Linked DNA regions of Sus scrofa: regions 2, 3 and 4 are each linked to region 1. The links are chromatin contacts, called in public HiChIP or PLAC-seq maps. All regions are on one chromosome and are shown on one strand. The core of a region is the stretch at or near the end of the contact, and the rest is flanking DNA. Distances in the headings are between cores, read along the strand shown.

Region 1 (3,562 bases), core at 677-3,176:
AGGTGCCTGTTAGGTGCCAAGTACTGCTCTGGGTGCTAGGAAACAGCACAAACACACGCACACAACATATATCTATCCTCCCAAGCCAGGAGCATCTGTCTTAGAAGCTCACAGAACAGAGGAAGTGGGAATGTGTTCTGGGATAAGGCAGATCGGTATTCAAATCCTGTCTCCACCTGAAAGTAGCTGTGTGACCTTGGACATGTAGGTTAACCTCTCTGGGTCCGTTTCCTAGTCTGTGAGGTAGAGATAAATAGCAGTACCTATATTGCAGTGTTGTCGGCAAGGTTGACACATGTATAAACCCTTAATAAACCTTAGCTATTAGGACTAAATTTCTTAAGGTGGTGCCTCTGAGTTAAACAAGGTGCTTTGTTTCCCACAAACTCCACTGACACAGGGCCCAGCAAGAATGTGCATGAGAAAGGTCGGATGGGCTAATTTCCCTCAACACAGCGGCTGTTTGTTTGCATGTTCTTCACTTCTATGAAGCATAGGCTTTTTTCTTATTGCTTAAAAACATATATATACAGCCTTCTCGGGCTTTTATTTTTCTTATTCTTGATAGAAATATGAGCATAGAGAGGAGTTCCCTTGTGGCTCAGTGGGTTAAGGACCTGGCATTGTCACTACTATGGCTCTGGTTAGAGCTGCGGTGTGGGTTCGATCCCTGGCCTGGGAACTTCCACATGCAGCGAGTATGACTAAAAAAGAGAAAGAGAGAGAGAGAAATATTTCTCCATCATCAGCAGGAGGGGAAGGCTCAGTCAGTCCTGGGGACTTATAGGGAGTGGGGAGGACTGGGGCAGGCTGGAGAACACAAGCCCCATCTTAAAAGAAACTGATGAGAGCTCTCTTATGGCATGGCAGGTTAAGGAGCCAGCATTTTCATCGCAGCAGCTTGGGTCACTGCTGTGGTGCTGGTTTGATCCCTGGCCTGAGCACTTCCACTTGCTGCAGGTGTGGCCAAAAAAAAAGAAACTGACTCTACCTAGATCCACATGACTGATGCTACAGTGGACTCCAAAGGGGAATTGGAGTCTTAGATAGTCAGATATCCCAGTGTTTCAAGAGATGCCAGATAAATGAATCATTACTTTAAAAATCTCTTGATTTTTAAGTGTTGGCTCAAAAATATTTAGAAATATTATGTAGGAGTTCCCATCGTGGCTCAGTGGTTAATGAATCTGACTAGGAACCATGAGGTTGCGGGTTCGATCCCTGCCCTTGCTCAGTGGGTTAAGGATCCGGCGTTGCCATGAGCTGTGGTGTAGGTTGCAGATGCAGCTCGGATCCCGAGTTGCTGTGGCTCTGGCATAGGCCGACGGCTACAGCTCCGATTCAACCCCTAGCCTGGGAACTTCCATATGCACTGGAGCGGCTCAAGAAATGGCAAAAAGACGAGAGAGAGAGAGAGAGAGAGAGAGAGAGAGAGAGAGAGAGAGAGGGAGGGAGGGAGGGAGGGAGGGAGAGAGGGAGGGAGAGAGAGAGAGAGAGAAAGAAAAAAAAAGAAAGAAAGAAAGAAAGGAAGATTGTGTAGAGCACAGTACATTTAATGGGTCCACAGGCTAACTCAAACCCATAGGTGTGGAGTTCCCACTGTGGTGCAGTGGGTTAAGAATCTGACTAGTATCCATGAGGATTCGCGTTCAATCCCTGGCCTTGCTCAGTGGATTAAAAGATCCAGCAGTGTGGCAAGCTGCGATGTAAGTCATAGACGCAGCTTGGATCTGGCATCGCTGTGTCTGTGACATAGGCCAGCAACTGTAGCTCTGATTTGACCCCTAGCCTGGGAACTTCCATATGCCACCACGGCCCTAAAAAGACAAAAATAAAAAAAAAGAAGAAGAAGAATCTGACTGCAGTCTCTCAGGTCCCTGAGGAGGTGTGGGTTCACTTCCCAGACCAGTGCAATGGGGTAAAGTATCTGGCATTGCCACGGCACAGCTGTGACTCATATCCAGTCTCCGGCCCAGAAACTTCCATATGCCACAGCTATGACCTCTATAAAAAAAAAAAAAAAAATAGGCCATGACCTTGAGGCCTCCCCATCCTTTGCTCACCTCTAGGTCTCTGCAGTCTGAGCTTCATGACACAGGCCCGCCACCCTACATAGACCCAGTGGGCACCATTCACATTCAATTCCTTAAGACTTGTGGCTCAGAGCAGGAGCAGGAGCCCTGCCATACCCCCAGAGTCCTGCCAGTAGAGGGAGGTAAGCAAGCCTTTGTCCAGAAAGAGGCTGGCTCTCGCCAATCTCCCCTTTCTGATTCACTGGCACTAAATGTACCAGCCAATGGGCAGAGCTTCACAAGCCTCTGTCCCGTAATTATCTCAAGCTTGTCTTTTCTTCTATCCATACAGAACGCTATCAAAGTACAAAACCCAGTCTTGCTAACTGATGGTTTCACTCGTTTATGTCTTGTCTCCCCAACTAAAATGTAAACATTTTGAATAAGGATCGCATTTTATGTCTTTTCGAGCCACGTAGCACGACTGAATTAGTATTCGATCCCTAGCTGCAAGCTGACTGCTTCAGCACAGAGGTAACCCTGAATTTGTTGCTACTGTGAGTAGCATTTGGGTAACACTTCAGGACACAGAAGAAATCTTTTCCAGGCAACTGGAATAGGGGCCAGTCCTAAATTTATCTTAAAAAAAAAAAAAATTAAATCACCAGCTATGTGCTGTCCATGTCAGCAAAGACCAGCCATAAAGCACAATCCTGCAGCAGAGGGTGTTTTAACATTGTCACTAAGAGTCACTTGTTTTGTCTTGTCTTGTCTTTTTAGGGCCACACCTGCAGTATATGGAAGGTTCCAGGCCAGGGGTCAAATTGGAGCTATAGCTGCTGGCCTATACCACAGCCACAGCAACATGGAATCTGAGCTGCATCTGCCACCTATACCACAGCTCACGGCAGCACCGGATCCTTGACCCAGTGAACAATGCCAGGGATTGAACCTGCATCCTTATGGATACTAGTTAGGTTCGTTACCACTGAGCCATGACAGGAACTCCCAAGAGTAGCTTATTTTTAATTTTCTTACCAGTGAAATGGACTCATCTAGGCCTGCTAGCCTTTTCTCCCAAAAAGGCCAGGAAGAAGAAAGAATGCAGGCACCATCTCCACTTACAAAATATATTTAAAATTAGAATATTAGGTGTGTTGAGGCTGGGCGCACTGTTAGGTGGTTAAATATATCAGAAAAAGAATCCTCCATGGTTAATTTGTGCCCGGCTTGAACTATCTGTATTTAACCTGGCACTTATTTAATTAAATAGCCCGTTGCCTTGGGGTCACCCTGTAGTCTTGGTAATTTGTTAGGCGGAAGAAAACAATCCATGGTCTCCCGTACTTACTCTCCTCTTCGCAAGGCTACTTCGTTTTTTTCTGTTTTAATAGGCCTAGAACCCCTCATAAAGAGAGCTGAACAAACAGTCTGAGAACAGAGGAGTGAGTGCAAACACAGAGTACTTGAATCATGAGGTGGGCCAGCTGGAAAGTCTTGACAATAACTGAAACCAACACTCTGCTTCTTCAGATGAAGCAACCGAGACC
Region 2 (3,562 bases), core at 651-3,150, 370 kb before region 1:
CCCTTCCGGTGTTCTTTTGTAAACTTGTTTCTGATGACCCCTTAATTCTTGCTTTTCAAGTTCAATTACATTTCTGTTGTTACATGTATATCAGTTGTTGAGTCTTTAGTATGCAGACGTGTTGAACTTGCCCTTCTGAAATTCTTCCAGGGTCACTTCGCCTTGTGGTCTAGGTCCAGGAAATTAGAATATTTCCAACTCATCAGGGACCATCTTGGCCTGGAGCAGAAGAGGGGTCTGAATCATTACCTAAGAGAGTTTTGTAGATTGTCACAGTTGGCAGCCTCAGAACTTGAGCTAATCCTGGAAATTCTTTAATTTCCCAGAAAGAAGGTTCCACAAGGTCAGGCTGAGGTCCTCAGAGAGAGCAGAGGGAATAAAGTTTGCAACTAGTCGCTTTTACAGCTGAACTTGAAGATAAATAAAATTATACCCATTTCTTTTGGATCATCAAGCATTTGACTTTCATTTGTTCTTTACTCCTTTTTCCCTGTATGTGAAGGAAAAAAAAAAAAAAAAGAATGCATTGTAATCACTGAAATAAAAGCAAACAAACTTGTTGATTCAGTTCCCATGGTGAATGCAAGGAAGGCCAGGCCAATAGAAACAACTGAGATATTACAAAAATGTGTTTCTTTCTGGCGGCTACACAGTCAGTCCTTTATATCCAGTCATTGTAATCAGCCCATCACCCAAGACTATTTCCAAGGTCATTATTCTGGTTGTGGGGGCTGCTTCTGCAAACAAGTGTTGATTCTACTAAATGTCCTCCCTCTCAAACGCTCTTTGGGGCAAACAATGAGTATCAAAGCATCATTCAGGAAAAGAAAATGTAAAAGATCAGAGAGATAAAACACTGCAGGTTTTCTAAAGGCTTAGGCATATCTGGCTCAAGCAACACAAATTATAAACTATGAAGCCACCTGTAAAATCCTGTTTTAATTAACTTGAAGGCACATCAATGTTATTTCAATTAAAATGAAATTCCGTTTAAATGGAAAACCACCCCTCCAGGGTACCTTGGGGCCTTGCTCACATGGATTTTAGGGTTGACAGGTGAAGCCTGTATTTAGAAAAACCAAAGCAAACTCTGTTTCTTTACAGCCTACTTAAACTTTGAAGGACCTGTCATAGGTTCCTTGGAATGTAAGGAGTGTCCATGGGTAGGGCCCAGGCACAGCTCAAAATGTTATTTGCCAATTCTTTTTCTGACTCTTCCAGTCTTCTTTCTGTTCCCAGCCTCCCTTCACCTCTTCAGTCCCTGGCCTTGGTGCCCCAGGACTACCTGTCCCTACTAGCTGATTTGTCCCCTACTATCCTTGGGGTGGACTGTGGATGACACAGAGATGCTTATAAAGAGACAGGGATGCCATCTCAGGCTTACAAGCAAAATGAATCTCAGATTGTCACAAAGGGCTGGTGAAAAAAATAGAACCCCTCTTCTGAAGCTAGGGCTTCACTAAATTTTTTTTTTCTTTTTGCGTTTTCTAGGGCTGCACCTCAGCATATGGAGGTTCCCAGGCGAGGGGTCTAATCGGAGGTGTAGCTGCCAAGCCTATGCCAGAGCCACAGCAACACGGGATCCAAGCCGAGTCTGCCACCTACACCACGGCTCACGGTAACACCGGATCCTTAACCCACCAAGGAATGCCAGGGATCGAACCCGCAACTTCATGGTTCTTAGTCAGATTCGTTAACCACTGAGCCATGACAGGAACTCCAGGCTTCACTAATTGTCTAAGAGCTGGAAGGAACCCTTAAGATCCTCTAATGGAAACCCTTCTTCCATGGAGTCAAAGTGACTTGTCCAAACCCTTTAAGGCCCCTCACATGGGGCTCCTCCATCTCGACTGCCATCCCTTCCCCTCCAGCCAGTGCCCCAGTTCTGTGGACCTGCTGATTACAACACCGTCCGTGGCTAGGAAACCCTGCCCTGTCAGCGGAACCTCTTTGCAGGCGAGCGGAGTTCACGTGCACACAGCACGTCAGGAGGACGGCTGAGTTTTAGTTCCAGTTCTGCCTTGCTTTGTTGGCTTAAACGAGTCACTTCTTCCTTTGTCTCTTTCCCCTATTGGTAAGGAGAAGATAATGAACCTTTCCACCGATCAGGCTCGCTGGAGTGTTATAACGAATAATGAGGTGATATTTGTAAAGTGCTTTGAGCGGCTGGGAACGAGGAGGGGTGAGCTCAGTAGAAAGCCTTATGCGCTGCAAGCACTTATCAACTGAGCTGTTGAACAATAGTGGCGACTAAGAATACTCAGAAATGAATTCCAGGGAGGAACCCTGCTTTGAATTTAGGAGGAGGATTAGTGGGGACCTAATAGGTATTCCACTTCTCCGGTTTCTTTGGTGTCCCCTCCAACCAGGAAAGGGAATTACATTCTTCTCTGTCGGATTCAGCCTGGAGTTTCAGTCGGGATGTCAGCGTGTACTTGTCTCCTCTTCTCACTCCGAGGCTGTGTTCTGTTGTAATTGTTAAAGCCTTGGGCATCTTCTCTCCCCAGGGATAATTTCACTTAGGAGCTATACAAATTAATTTCTATGCCGTGGCGGGGCTGCTGGTTAGAAGGGTGATTAGGGGAGCCTCGAAATCTAAAAGCGCCTGGGGAGCAATTTGGATGAAGCAAGGAAATCAAAAGGCAGGATCTTCATGTGGTTGATCTTTTTTTACTACACCGCCCCATGGGAATTTTCTCAGGCACTCAGATGTAGGCATAGTACGCAGCGTGGGACTGGACGGCCGTAGTGAAAGCCTCCTTCCTGGGAAGACGGAGACCTAGCCCAGGTAAAGGTGAACGTACCAGGTCCCTAAATATATTTAGAGCCACCTTGTAACGTCTTTACTCCCACCGAGAGTGAGCTGAGAGATGTTTATGGGGGCCCGACATGCGGGAATGTTTCCAAATGATGATTCTGGAGAGTTTCTGCAAACTCATGCCTCGCTGTTTCAGACCCTCAGTCCTGAGTTCAGTTCTCTCTCATTTTCTGGGCCAAGGAAGAAGAGCGAGGCAAATCCAAACCAGAGGAATGTTTGGAGCTTGTGCAACTCTCCGTAGGCCAACTGGACAGTGAGCCAAGAAGATTGGGGCTCCCTCCTCATTGGGCAGGGGTAGGGCTGAATTTTAGCATCCTCCTCTCAAGGATGTAGGGAGAGTTCAAGAGGTCATTTGGAACAGTGATTTTCCTGATCAAAGTTATATTAAGGAAATTATGCGGATACAGCTTTGTCCCCGGAAGTGTATGGGCTTCTTTGTCATCCCATCTTCCGCAAACCCTTCTTCTTAGTCCCTTCTCCAGGCCTCCGTCCATCCGTCTGTGGGGACTGACTGTCAGGCTTTCCGCTCCCAGGGGGACCAGTGGTGCCTGGACTAGCATCGCTCTATGATGACTTGTAAGCCTCCAGTAACCTTCAGCAATGGGCCCGAGAGCATCCCATCCTGCCTCTGCCTCTCCCTCTCTCTCACACATACACACACAAACACACACACACACACAGATGCACGTGTATACACATGGACACATGTGAGCACACCCTAGGCACCAGAGGCCCCTCTGTCCG
Region 3 (3,562 bases), core at 322-2,821, 310 kb before region 1:
GTGTCGGAGAAGCTCCCATTCATCCATTTTTCCTTTTGTTCTCAGAGTTCACCATGAAATCCCAGTGCTGACTGAGTGGGAAAGCTTAGAGGGTTGACCAGCCCAGAGGGAGGCTAAGTGGTGGCGAGACCTAGCAGAGGGGGAAAGCAGGACTTGGCTCTGGGAACGGGCTTTCATGGACTGGGTCCTCAGAAGCAAAGGGAGCAGGTACCGTGAGCTCCAACTTGAGCCACATCTGTTCTGGTGCTATCCTTTGCTTCCCCAGCACGCACATGTTGTGCCACCCAGAACACAGCTGGGGCCCCTGGGCCTCTGCGTCAGGGCCAAGAATAAAGATTCTATACCTGAAAGCAGCCAGGCTATTGTTGATGCTGCAGGCAGCCCAGGGAAAACCCAGGGCCTGGCTTTCCCGGAGCCATCCTGGCTTTCATGGGACTCCTGGCAGTAAAGGTCTGGGGACTTGGTGAAGAAGCAGGTATTCTAGGATGCTTTGGCCTGGGAAAAGGCAGCCGTGGACTCGGCAGGCTTCTCCTTGTTCACACTTCCTTTGCCCTGTACTCTTCCTCAGGAAACTAGGAAGCCTTTCAAGAACAAAAACCAAGTTGTTTTCACCGTGGCAGAAGACAATGGACTAGTTTCTCAACAGGACAGAATTGTTTGCTTTTATATAAATATATATATATATATATTTTAAATCAGGACCAGGTAAGGCAGGTTGAATCTGGATTCTGATGCTGTTCTCTACTAGTTTAGGGGTTTTTAAATATTGTTTAAATGAAGGAATAGTTGATTTACAATGTTCTGGCAATTTCATCTGTACAGCAAATTGACCCGGTCATACATATATATACATTCCTTTTCTCGTATTATCTTCTATCATGTTCTATCACAAGTGATTGGATATAGTTCCCTGTGCTATATAGCAGGATCTCATTGCTTATTCATTCTATGAGCAGAATAAACTTGGGGATAGGGCTGGGAACCCCAGGACACCCTGAGATAGGTCTGGAGAAGATTCTGGAAACAAAGCTAGTTTTCTCTTTTCCAACCACCTACTATAGGGACTCAGAAGAAACCAGAAAGCAAAGAAACAGTGATTTTTTTTTTTAAGAGCTAAAAAAGCTATGTGCCTTATCTTTCTTGTAAAATCAAGAATGGTTGTTTGATCACATGCTTTTGAAGCATGTTGTCACAAAGTTGGGTTGGGTTCTTCCACCCCATTTTCTTCATCATGAGCCAGCTGGTGATTCATTGAAAACTTCTTTTCCCTCAAATACCACCATCTGAGTTCATCTGATTTCAGTTAGAATCAGGAGCCCCTGTTTCTGCCTGGTGGACTCAAAGTGACCAGCAGATTCTCCATCTGTTTCCACCCAGGTATGGAGGCGTCTGCTTGGTCAGTATCATCCACGCACCAGGCACAGCCTGGCAGGTTTGTGGGGCCTGGCCAGAGAGTCCTGGGAGTCTGTGCAGCAGAATGTCTCACTCCCACACGCCACAGAGAGGGGGCAGAGGGGGCCTGTCACCCTGTCCTGTGCTGCTTCGGCCTGCTTCTCAGTGAGGCACTTCCCCAGGAAGAGGGGGCAGGACTGCCAGTTGCAGAGGCTCTTCTTCTCGTTCAGCATTCGCTTGCCTGTCCCTCCTTCCATGACATCGGCCCACACGGGCCCCCTGCTTTGTCACTCCTCTGACTCTCGCTGTTAGCCTCAGAGAGAGTTTGTTTCCAGTGTGGGAAATATATTTTAACTACGGAACAGTACAGAAAATAATACAGCAAAATCCATGAGTCTAACACACAGAATTAACACATTAACATCTTGATATTTGTTTCAAATTTTTAAAATTGAAGTATGATTGATTTACAATGTTGCGTTAGTTTCACATATACTGAAAAATGATTTAGGGCATATGTGTATATATATATAAATTATATATAAGAGTTCTCTTGTGGTACAGTGGGTTAAGGACCTGGTATTATCCCTGCAGTGGCTCAGGTCTGTGCTAAAGGTTCGATCCGTGGCTCAGGAATTTGCATATGCTGCTGGTGTGGCCAAAGAAAAGGTGTATATATATATATGTATATATATGTGTGTGTGTATATATATATACTTTTTATATTCTTTGCATATTAATATATATACTTTTCATATTGGCATATATGTACTTTGCATGTTCTTTTCCACCATAGGTAATCACAAGATATTGAATATAGTTCCCTGTGCTATATAGTAGGTCCTTGCTGTTTATCTCTTTCATATATAGCAAGCAGTATGTATATGTTAATCCCAAACTCCTAATTTCAGATTTTTTTTTTAATTACAGGAATAAAACTTGCCAAAATTCAAAATTCCGTCGCACCTCATCCTACTCCCTCCTCTCTCACCCCTATGCTCCTCCACAAACACCAAAAGCCCCCCAGGGTTTGATACATATCCCTACCCGATTCTGAAAAACTTTCCCACATATATGTGAACCCAAACATCATATTTGTTAGGAGCGCATCCTGGACGTGCATAAATGGCTTATTGTTCACATCATTCCGCAACTGGCTTTTTCCCCTTCGCATCGTGTTTTTGCAGCATATCCGTGTCGATACACGTAGATCATGTTCTTTTATTTTATCCATTGCATGAATATACCACATGTCACCCATTCCCTTACTGGAGGAAATTTTGATTATTTGTTAACTCAGTGAATCTGGTTGCACTCGTTTCTCGGTGTGCAGGTGTGAGGGTTTCTCCAGTCTATATCAAAAAGTAGAATGGGGATGCATATGTTTCTCTTTACTCTGTATTCCCAAATTGCTCTCCAAAGAGGTTTGCCAATTTACACTTCTACTGGAGGTAGTGGACCAATTCCTGTGTAGCCGTGTATAATTATAAGTTTATTGTCATGTTTCCATGGGCAATCTTCTTATGTATTCATCATGGATCCCTTTTGTGCCTCTGCCATTGGGATGCAAGCTGCCTATAGCATCTAGGAGGATCTTCTGCACAATGCATGTGCTTTGTGCCTATGCTTCCATGATTAACTGACAAAAATTACTTCACTCCTCCTAAAGTTAACTATATACCCTTCCCGGAAAGGGATGTTTTTGTTCCATTCATCATCCTTATTTTCAGGTGAGGGAGCTGAGTTCCAGAAAGGTGAAGTGATGTTCCCTGCTTCAAAATTGTATTTGTAGCCCTTTCCAAGCCCTCAGCCTGGGCTCCTAAGATTTTATAAAGTCAGAAATGAGTTTGAGCCCCCTCATCTTCCATCACGGCAGTCCGTGACGACTTACCTCTCAGGCTTCACAAGCCTCTGTTGGGAGACTCTAGGCCCATCCTGAATTTTGAATCCTGAAATTCTAAGCTAAGATGGATCAATCACATTCATATAATGATCCCTCAAGAAACTTCCTAAGTATGGTTGGGTTATAAGATTGGCTGGGTGGAATCACAACCTAGATTAACAGTGGTGTATAAGATAGAGGTTGATAGCTTTCTCACATAGCATCATGGAAGAATGCAGTCCAGAGCTGGTGTGGCGCCTTGGCCCCATATGTTGGTCCAGGGATTGC
Region 4 (3,562 bases), core at 337-2,836, 260 kb before region 1:
TAAAACAGAAGAGAGGTCTCTTGTGACACAGTGGGTTAAGGATCGGGCGTTGTCATTGCAAGGGCCCAGGTTGCTGCTATTCAATCCCTCGCCTGCGAACTTCCACATGTTGTAGGCACAGCCAAAAAAAAAAAAAGAAAAAAATCCCAGAAAAATATTTAATATTTCTTTCTTAATCCATTTAACATATGTTTATATGAATCAATTCACATGAATTCATAAAAACTGATAAGTTGATAGATTTGTTCAAAAATTTGAAATAACACAATCTTCCTGTAAAAATAATTGTTTCCCACAATAAAATAGGACAAAACTTAATGAGAAGAATGACAGTGTTTTACATTTTTGCAAATCTCTTTAATGTCTGACTTAATAGAAAACAGCTGGATTCTCATATCTGCTTCTGCGTTCAATCAGCTGTGATAATATTGTTTGGGTTGAAGTTTATAAAGGAAACCCAGCCTCGCATAGATATGTAGCTGGAAAAGGGAGGAATATTTTTAATAGCCTTTTCAGATAATTGTGGATAGTCTTCTTTGACACTATACCAGAGCCCGACAAATGGCAGTTTATTAAGGGTTACTTGCAGTATGGAATCTGAAACTATGTCAATGAACTCTTTGTGCTCAGTTACATTAAAATCTGTTTGGTCTGTCTTGCGCTTTGAATGGCTCTTTTGCCCGTGCATGATTTTGTAATACTCTGCATGGTCATTTGGAAAATATTGCTTCACTAAGTTAATGCAGATCTGAATTTCATCTCTTTCCTGATGAAAACTAAAAATTCACATTTGTTAATATCACCACTGATCTCATCAGAAACATCTCCAAGTACAGAAAGGGTGGCAGATACAAGTTTTCATAAACTCTCGTTTTTGCTTGAAAGCCTCTATTTTGGCAACAAGCACGGTCAATTATCTTTCTCGAAGTGACAAATTCAAATGGTTCATTTAGGGGAAAACAGCTGTCAAATAACCAAGTCCTCATAACCGTGGCGATTTTGTCCTTTCGAGTAAACATGGTGTTTCATAAAAGTGCTAGTTCAGCTCGCAACTCACTCTCACAAATGCTTTTTCTCCAAACAACTGTTGTACTTCAGGATCCACCAGAGTGCTTTCTTAATGCTTACTTTCCAATTAACCACACACATTTAGTAAAAAGATGTCGCACTTTGGGCAAGATTTCATGAAATTCATAATTTTTACTCTTTCAGCTTGGGCAGGCTTAACTGATTGCCTTTTTTTGTTGTTGTTTTTTATTCATTTGTTTTTTGGTCCCATGACCTCATGGCAGTGAAGAATATGACCAGCAGTATGGTGTCTGGCACGAGCAATTTTGCCCAAATGTCAACATGGTGAAGAAGGCAAATAACATCTTGGAGTTATGATGAAAGTAGTTTGGACCTTGCAGCTATCTTCTCAGGGTCTTGGGGTCCATAAACCTCACTTTAAATACCCATTCCTTTAGGGAAATGGGTGCTGTTGCATCGCTTCTAGCATTTGGCGTGAATGTGCTACACACTCACCCTAAGACATGCGTGTGCCAGGTCTTTGAGTCAGACTGTCATGGCTGCCGGCTATTGCATCAGCTAGAAACAGTGGCTTATTAGACACTGGCTTATTCTCGTGGATGGATCAGATATAGGATGAGTTCTTTATAGAAGGAAGTTAGGGTCTTTTATGCTTCTCTTTGCCCCACTTGTGAAAGAATGTGAATGTGGGAGGAAGCCAGGCTCTGAGAAATTACTTGGACAATTAGGGTTGAACAATTCAGGAGGAATGAGGAAGCTAACTCTTGTGCCTTTTGCTTTGTACTGCTTTTCTTCGCTCCTTTTCGTCCAATGAGCAGTGAAAGCTCAGTGGACCTCGGAAGGCATCCTTTTCAGAGCAGAGGGGTCCTTCGAGCTCCAAGCTTGAAGTGGGTAGGGTCTCACCCACACCAGTGGTACCGCCATCAGGATGAGAGACTCAGCAGGCTGCATTTGTCCCAATGGTCACAGCATCCACAAGGATTTTATCCCTGTGGGAGAGCCGGCAGCCTTGCCTCTCCTGAGGCCCCTCAGCATTCCTGCAGTGGACTCTGAGCAAGACAGGAGGGACGGGGTTATTTTTCAGCCTATTTCAGTTTAGCTTTTTTCTGCCGACATACTGAAGGGGTTTGACCTGACACCTGACTGGGCTTGCTTGGTTCTTTGGTGAGTGATTGGCTCTTTGGTTCCGTCTGTGATCACGGCCCCAGTCTATGGGCGAGAAACAACAAGCAGTTGTGTGCAGAGCCCTGGGAACTGGAGACCTCACCACATCTGTTCGCCTAGTCGGGGGTGGGAGGAAATCACCAAAACCTTCCAACGTGGGGCCGGAGCCTGGAGACAAAGGGGACGCCTGAAGCCGCTGGCGACCCTGGGTCATATGACCACCCCATGGTTCTCTTCCAAGCCCCTTTCATCCCCTCAGGTCCCCAACACTCAGCCTTTTCATCATCCTGCAGGTCAGCAGGATCGAGTTCATGCACGTCGACAAGAAAGCTTATCAAACGGAGGCAGAGGCAGGTGTTTGCAAACCGCCTCCCTGCTGAAAGCTGGGTTGAACAAGGTTGACAGTGTGGCAGAGGCCAACGTCCCACACGAACAGTATTTTCTTTCCTGGAGCTCTCGCCCTATCCTCTCTTCTGCTTTGGAACCCCTAGAGGTCTCTGGGAACCAGCCTCTGAAACAAACTATTCAAAGCACTGAGGATTTAGGGGGAAACAAACAAACAACTCAACTAAGGGATGTGACATTGCCGGCTGAACAGTGGCCTTTCTATGCCAGAGCCCGGGACCCACCATGCAGAGGCATCCAGAGGCTCCCATCCAGTGGCCTGCTAAGCCAGTTCCTGTGCCGTGGTAAGGACTGATTGCAGACACCTTTTCCCATCTTCAAGATCAAGATGTCGTGTTGGTAGCTTGACCCGACCATGATGGGGCTATTTACATCACAGAAATCAGCATGCTACCAACCAGGCTTTCTCCCCTCTAAAACTAGTTGTTAAACATTTACCAGCATGCCAGTGTCTTCACTGGAGACACCCTTGTTCCAAGTATGATTTTCAGACCAGTTATATCTGAACTTCCTAGGGGAGGGGGGGGGGGAAAGAGGGGGTGGTAAAGGTGGTGTTATTTCAAATGCAGATTTCCACGCCAGCCTGAACTAACTGAGTCAGAGTCTCTGGGATGGGGGGGAAAAATGCATTTTTAGCAGGGTTACAAATAAATTTGCTCAAGTTTGAGACTTGAGGCCTAGGGAGTGGGAGAGAAGAAGGGGCTGTACATCTGGCTTTTGGCATCTGGAAGGAACAGCTGGCCTCCGTCCCAGTTGGCCTGAGCATGGACAGCTGTTTTCCCTTGAGATATAAACTTCATGACAGGAAAAGGAGGTGGGAACGCTGGGGTCCCATCCACCCACTGACAACATGATTGGTTCTTCCTTGGCTCTCAGGATGTTCTCCACTTTCTAACCCCGAGACTTTGACTCCAGACAACGTGAGCAAAAGCCCAGACACATGCATTAACATGAAGAAAGCCAC

Evidence for each region. HiChIP or PLAC-seq counts read pairs in DNA pulled down with a chosen protein or histone mark.
Region 2: a contact with region 1 is called in an H3K27ac HiChIP or PLAC-seq map of alveolar macrophages. The contact joins two enhancer-like sites. A contact is called at or near these places in 2 of 47 Hi-C or Micro-C datasets (embryonic fibroblasts and omental adipose tissue) and 1 of 2 datasets of contacts at active chromatin or transcription factors (alveolar macrophages).
Region 3: an H3K27ac HiChIP or PLAC-seq map of alveolar macrophages shows a contact between it and region 1. The contact joins two enhancer-like sites. A contact is called at or near these places in 2 of 47 Hi-C or Micro-C datasets (embryonic fibroblasts and liver) and 2 of 2 datasets of contacts at active chromatin or transcription factors (alveolar macrophages and skeletal muscle).
Region 4: an H3K27ac HiChIP or PLAC-seq map of alveolar macrophages shows a contact between it and region 1. The contact joins two enhancer-like sites. A contact is called at or near these places in 2 of 47 Hi-C or Micro-C datasets (alveolar macrophages and omental adipose tissue) and 2 of 2 datasets of contacts at active chromatin or transcription factors (alveolar macrophages and skeletal muscle).

What each region holds. Positions count from the first base shown.
Region 1 is chr7:92,476,350-92,479,911 of Sscrofa11.1, forward strand. No RefSeq gene overlaps it. Among named protein-coding and RNA genes, the nearest start is that of ZFP36L1, 18 kb to the right of the region's middle. Within about 2 kb of position 1,927, at least 8 of the 83 cell types and tissues checked have an H3K27ac peak or open chromatin away from gene starts, as enhancers often do. A contact at or near this core is called in alveolar macrophages, where this site is marked.
Region 2 is chr7:92,103,266-92,106,827 of Sscrofa11.1, forward strand. All of the region lies in intron 9 of RAD51B (DNA repair protein RAD51 homolog 2), which reads left to right. LOC106507734 (a long non-coding RNA gene) reads right to left here. Exons shown (of 3, transcript XR_002346146.1): 2 at 1-490. Among named protein-coding and RNA genes, the nearest start is that of ZFP36L1, 390 kb to the right of the region's middle. Within about 2 kb of position 1,901, at least 32 of the 83 cell types and tissues checked have an H3K27ac peak or open chromatin away from gene starts, as enhancers often do. A contact at or near this core is called in alveolar macrophages, where this site is marked.
Region 3 is chr7:92,169,185-92,172,746 of Sscrofa11.1, forward strand. All of the region lies in intron 11 of RAD51B (DNA repair protein RAD51 homolog 2), which reads left to right. Among named protein-coding and RNA genes, the nearest start is that of ZFP36L1, 320 kb to the right of the region's middle. Within about 2 kb of position 1,572, at least 12 of the 83 cell types and tissues checked have an H3K27ac peak or open chromatin away from gene starts, as enhancers often do. A contact at or near this core is called in alveolar macrophages, where this site is marked.
Region 4 is chr7:92,213,960-92,217,521 of Sscrofa11.1, forward strand. The region is part of intron 11 of RAD51B (DNA repair protein RAD51 homolog 2); the gene reads left to right. Among named protein-coding and RNA genes, the nearest start is that of ZFP36L1, 280 kb to the right of the region's middle. Within about 2 kb of position 1,587, at least 13 of the 83 cell types and tissues checked have an H3K27ac peak or open chromatin away from gene starts, as enhancers often do. A contact at or near this core is called in alveolar macrophages, where this site is marked.